Regions from separate parts of the Gossypium hirsutum genome. Here region 1 is linked to region 2. A link is a contact called in public Hi-C data. All regions are on one chromosome and are shown on one strand. The core of a region is the stretch at or near the end of the contact, and the rest is flanking DNA. Distances in the headings are between cores, read along the strand shown. Region 1 holds the start of LOC107897455 (histone H3.2). Region 2 holds the start of LOC107897459.

The links. Hi-C and Micro-C count contacts between places; a contact is called where the count stands out from the background.
Region 1: a Hi-C map of leaf shows a contact between it and region 2, with 2.7 times the contacts expected there. The contact joins the promoter of LOC107897455 here to the promoter of LOC107897459 in region 2. A contact is called at or near these places in 11 of 34 Hi-C or Micro-C datasets (callus, fibers, leaf and 2 more).

The regions. Positions count from the first base shown.
Region 1 is chrA10:5,361,348-5,364,074 of Gossypium_hirsutum_v2.1, reverse strand. LOC107897455 (histone H3.2) reads left to right here and starts at 1,327. Exons shown (of 1, transcript XM_041079669.1): 1 at 1,327-2,122. The coding sequence starts at 1,536. The coding sequence ends at 1,946.
Region 2 is chrA10:5,213,245-5,216,016 of Gossypium_hirsutum_v2.1, reverse strand. It overlaps LOC107897459, which reads right to left and starts at 1,277. Exons shown (of 3, transcript XM_041079667.1): 1 at 942-1,277; 2 at 702-819; 3 at 348-613. The coding sequence starts at 1,104. The coding sequence ends at 499. It overlaps LOC107897458 (1-phosphatidylinositol-3-phosphate 5-kinase FAB1B), which reads left to right. Exons shown (of 11, transcript XM_016822927.2): 11 at 1-327. The coding sequence ends at 55.

The DNA of each region.
Region 1 (2,727 bases), core at 78-2,577, 150 kb before region 2:
CGGTGTTCATCGTCTCAGGTATGGTTTGGGTTCAAGTCGCGCTGATTGTTTTGCTGTTTGGACTTTACCCTACTCTTATAATTTACAAAAAAAAAAATCAATAATAAATGAAGTTTATTATTATGAATATATAACCAACTATGCTATGTAATGTTCATTGACCATTATGATTTTTAAGAAAAGCTCAACTTAAAAAAGAAAAGAGAATGATTTTTTTATTGAATTTGGTGTTACGCCGTGCAACAATGTAGTTGGATAATGACGAGAATATTATCACTTTATACATTAAATTATATTATTATGAGGGTGTTTTTATAATTTTATATAAAAAATCGAAATATAAGTACATTTACACTAAATACTAATATAAAACTTTTTATTGAGTTTGGTGTTATGAATTAGCTGTGCACCAACTCAATTAGGTAATATGAGAACATCTTTACATTATAAAGTAAATTATATTATTTTGTGGATACTTTTGTCAATTTATATAGAAAAATAGAAATATAAATACATATAATAAGGTTTTAAGCTGAATCTTTATCATTTTTAATATTTATATTTTACCATTTAATCAAAACCTATTTTGTTATTTATATAAATTCTTTTATATCTATTATATAATTACGTGATTCATTAATATTGTGTGTGACATAATCTAATAAATATTGCATTTATATGTCAATTATTGGATAAGCATGATCTCAGCATATTTCTTTTGCTATGATAATAAAAAAAACAAGGACATAAAAAAATAAAAGGTAAAATGTGCTATAAGTCCCTTTCTTTTAAAGATTTAAAAAACTAGGTCTAATGATTAACATTGTTAATTTTTTGTTATATTCATGATAATTACGTATTTTTTTAATTGTATGGATTCCCAATGAGCTTTTTTTGAAATTTCAAAACATCACACTAACAAATTTAATAAAAAATTAATAACATTAATAGTTGGACTTGAATTTTAAAATTTGAAAGATGGAGAGACTAAATTCCTGATAATAAAAATACATGGATACAAGGACTAAATTTTCAATTTTAGAAAAGAACAGTGACTTATGTCATATTTTAACCAAAAATAAAATAAAGTATGTACTACTATGTGAATTGTGAAGTGTCAAGATCTATGGATAAATCCATTGGTTGTCCGGATATACCACGGATTGTTATGCAATGCTCACTGACTAATAGATCATATCCGTCAATATCTCCTCAGTGGACGGATTAGATCCTCTTGAATAATCATCAACGAGAAGTAAAAAATGCGCCAAAACTTTGAAACCATGCCGCTTAAAAGCAATCCTATCGGCCAATTTTCATCGTTCCACAACTTAACAGCCGTCGATAACCCATCAAATCTACGGTTCATATTGCTCCATTTAAAATATTTCCTAATTACTGATTCCCGCCTTCCCCCAAATCCCCCTTTTTATATATCCGCTTCAATTGCTCCTATTGAAAATATTTTCTTTCAAATTTTCTTCAGCTTTCTCGCAATCCAAACACCCTTATTTTCTCATCACATTGTTTAACAAATGGCTCGTACTAAGCAAACTGCGAGGAAATCAACCGGCGGCAAGGCCCCACGTAAGCAACTAGCCACGAAGGCTGCTCGGAAGTCAGCTCCGGCGACCGGAGGAGTGAAGAAGCCTCACCGTTTCAGGCCAGGAACTGTGGCTCTCAGGGAAATCAGGAAGTACCAGAAGAGCACCGAGCTCTTGATCAGAAAGCTTCCATTCCAGAGGCTTGTGAGAGAAATCGCTCAAGATTTCAAGACCGATTTAAGGTTTCAAAGCAGCGCTGTCGCCGCTCTTCAAGAAGCTGCCGAGGCTTATCTCGTCGGGCTGTTTGAAGATACTAATCTATGTGCTATTCATGCTAAGAGGGTTACCATCATGCCTAAAGATATCCAGCTTGCCAGGAGGATCAGAGGCGAGAGAGCTTAGGTTAGTTTGTTTTAGTTGACTAATGCCTAGAATAAGAGATATATGCTTGTGTTCGTTTGGTTGTATTATCTTTCTCTGCAAGTGTTAGATTTAAATCGATCGAATTTTAATGGATGCTGTATAGTTTCTTGATGTTTTCAAGAAATTTGGTTAATGAAACGGGAACAATTTCTTCATATTTTAAGGTTCACTTTATGAGAGTTGCTTTATATTCCAATTATTGTAAACATTGCCTCAAATTCCACCATTTATTTTATTGTAAATTGTTGAAGACAAGAAAATATGAAGATAATTATGTGGAGTATATACAAATTTGAATCGAACAGGGATGAGTACACACATTCCACCATGATCATAACCACAAGGTCTTGGTGTAACCAAGATTTGTGTGAAGTTATTTATGCCATCCTAACTGCCATTGGAGATAAATAAGGAGATAATTATGGGGGGATTAACTTGCGTTATTATGGGAGTTTTAATGTCCCATCTTTTTTCATAATTTTCTGGCTGTCTTTCAACAAATCAATTAAATTATTTATTGGATAAAATCTAATTTACCATTTACAAGTATGAATAAATGCAATCCAACAATTATCCCAATTGTTATAAATTGCTTTCCCAAAATTACTATATTAAGCCAAGAACTCAACAAGACATTCAAATACAATTATATAAGGTATTCAAGATCACTCAATGTCAGGTAATTTTGTTTATCTACATACTGGGGGCGTACGGAGTTGGTATCTGTTTGCGGTGGTGCGAGACCAGTCCAGAGAGTGAA
Region 2 (2,772 bases), core at 28-2,527:
ATCTCTGTCAGATAGAGGCGAAGAGAACGAACAACACGAGACCTCCATTAAGTGATTTCAGGAGCGAAAATCTGGGAGTTTGAACTCTCCCATTCTGTTTTTCTTTGTTAATATGATTGGTTTCCATTTTTTCTATTCTTTTAGAGGGTAATTTTTGTTTTACACAACAAAAGAGAAGTGACATTAAAAATTTTTGCTAGGCTTTTCAAAGCCATGGGAATTTCTGCCAGAGGTCAAATATTTAATGACCCCTGAATGAAATTTTTTTGTAGAAAATATTTATTCTTGTATTTAGCTTATATATAATACATTAGACTCTTTTGTGAATCTTGGTATACAATAATTGATTGAAAAACTAGCCTTTGATTACATTATGTAAAAACAAAGTGATTGATTACAAGGGACTCTTTTTTTTTTTTCTTACAAGAGTTCTTTTTACAGTCTTTAACAATCATTCCATGAAATCTGGTAAGAACCAGGCTTCCATTGTTAAAATCATTACACTTGGGAATCATCCTTCACAGTGGTAACACCTTCATTAGCACTGCTTAATCCTCCGTCATTAACGATTTGAAGCCATCTATCTTGAAGAAGATCAAGGATCTCTGCATCTCTGTATTTCAGTTCAACAATGACAAAAACTGGTCAGTAACATGAAACATGTCATAACATAGGAAGGTAACTATTACAGGGTTTCTCACCTAAGATGATAAAATGTTCGTTGATGAAACCGAGGGCCTTCATCGTATCCTTCACAAACTATTTCACCATTTTCATCTTCATAACAGATTAATCCCTGAGACTGGTCCTCAAAAACCTGTTTGAACCAAATAAAGCAGACATTCAAACACCGATAAACATGGAAGACAAGGTTTTTGCCAGTTATGTCCTGAAATACTAAACAAAGAAAAGTAAAACAAAAGAAGAGGTAATCGTTGACCTTTTTTTCTTGGAGAAGGATCTGATCTGAAAAGTGGGTTTTTTGTTGTTAGGAACTTGGTTGTGTTTAAGCATCGCAATCTTGTTAACATGTTTTACAAGTGAAGTAGAAGCTGTAACTGGAACATGAAGAGGAAAGGAGCTTGTTAAAGACATTGATTTCATTTCTCATACTACAGATATAAGGGAAAGGTAGGAGTAATGATGATTAAGACAAAACATGGGGATTAAAGTCTGCAAATAACATAGTTTTAAACAAGCTATTGATTGGTGTGTGATTGCTTATCATATGCTGACAACATGGAACATTATAACTTTGTATTAAAATAAACACAATGAGATGACATCTAAGTTTTTAAATCATTGAGTTGGTTTATATTATAAAGAACTATAATAGTTGTGGTGTTAAATTAGAAGGAGTCAACTAAATATTAGGTTGTGGATATTGCAGGCGACACGTTAAGGCAAAACTGAAATATTTATTGGGATGAATTTCTCCATTATCTGCTTTAACCAGCCAATCACATTTGATCTGAGTGTGCAAAGGCAGGCTGGCTTTTGATTCAATTCCAGATTTCCCATTTTATGGGCTTTTATTGTGGATCTTATGAATCGTACACTGGTCCATGGTCTAAGCTTCTTTTTCCTTGTTTAGCTATCCGTATGGCTTTCACATGGCACAGTTTATATTAAGTCAAATTCCAATGGCAGCAGCTTCAAACACCACGACCACCACAGATTTAGATGTTCGGAGTGGGAGTGAAGTGAGTGACAACACAAAAGGAGAGTTTTGGTTTTGGAAGGTGACTTTGGACAGCAGGTAGGGCAGGTCTTTCAGGTTCAGTGGTGGCTGAGCTTTCCTTCAAAGTGGGACGACGGTTTGAAACATCTAAACCTGTGGTGGTGTTTGAAGCTGACATTGGAATTGACTTGTCTCCAAAGTGGGTCAATAAATTTGTCTGTAAATGGGGGTAACATTGCTTTGTCCATAAAAGCCTTGCGTTAGTCTCCGCAGGTGGTTCCTGAATCACATGAAACACACAAATTGCAGTCACCAGAGTCAAACCAGAACCCTTGACGAGAGGTTACGAACTTTACTATTATTATGGACTTAAAGCAGACATGTAAGATAATAAAAAAATTATTTTGCCTAAGTTCAACTTCTGATAGACTTCCATTACATTATTAAAAAAATATGAAATTTATTAAATTATAATTTAGTGCGTCTAGATAGAGACATTCAATTAAGAAAACTAAAATGGATAGAATTAAACTAATATATGCCATATTTTATAATTTGGGTAATTTATAAAACTAGTCAGTTTTGTTTCTCTCATATTACATTTTAGTCATTTATGTTTAAAATGTAACGTTTTAATCACTTATATTATGGTTTTGTTACGAAGTGGTCACTTTGTCGTTAAACTCAGTTACCTCCCTAACGACAATCCTACGTGATAGTCCAAATAAGTTTTAAATACCAACTTGCATTTTAAATTGGGACGAGAATAGATTTTTAACTAAATAAATTTAATTAATAGAAAATTTTAAATTAATTACTCTTTTTTCTTTTAGTTTTCTTTTCCATTTTGATTTAAAAAATTATTGTCATATCAGTTGGACATCCAAGTTGGCATTTAAAACTCATTTAGACTGACACGTAGGATTGTTGTTAGGGAGGTAATGGAGCTTAAAGACGGAGTGACCACCACATAACAAAACGATAACGTAAGTGACTAAAATATTACATTTCAAATATAAGTAATTAAAATGTAATATGAGGTAAATAAAAGTGACTATTTTTATAGTTTACTCTTATAATTTTAAATAAGT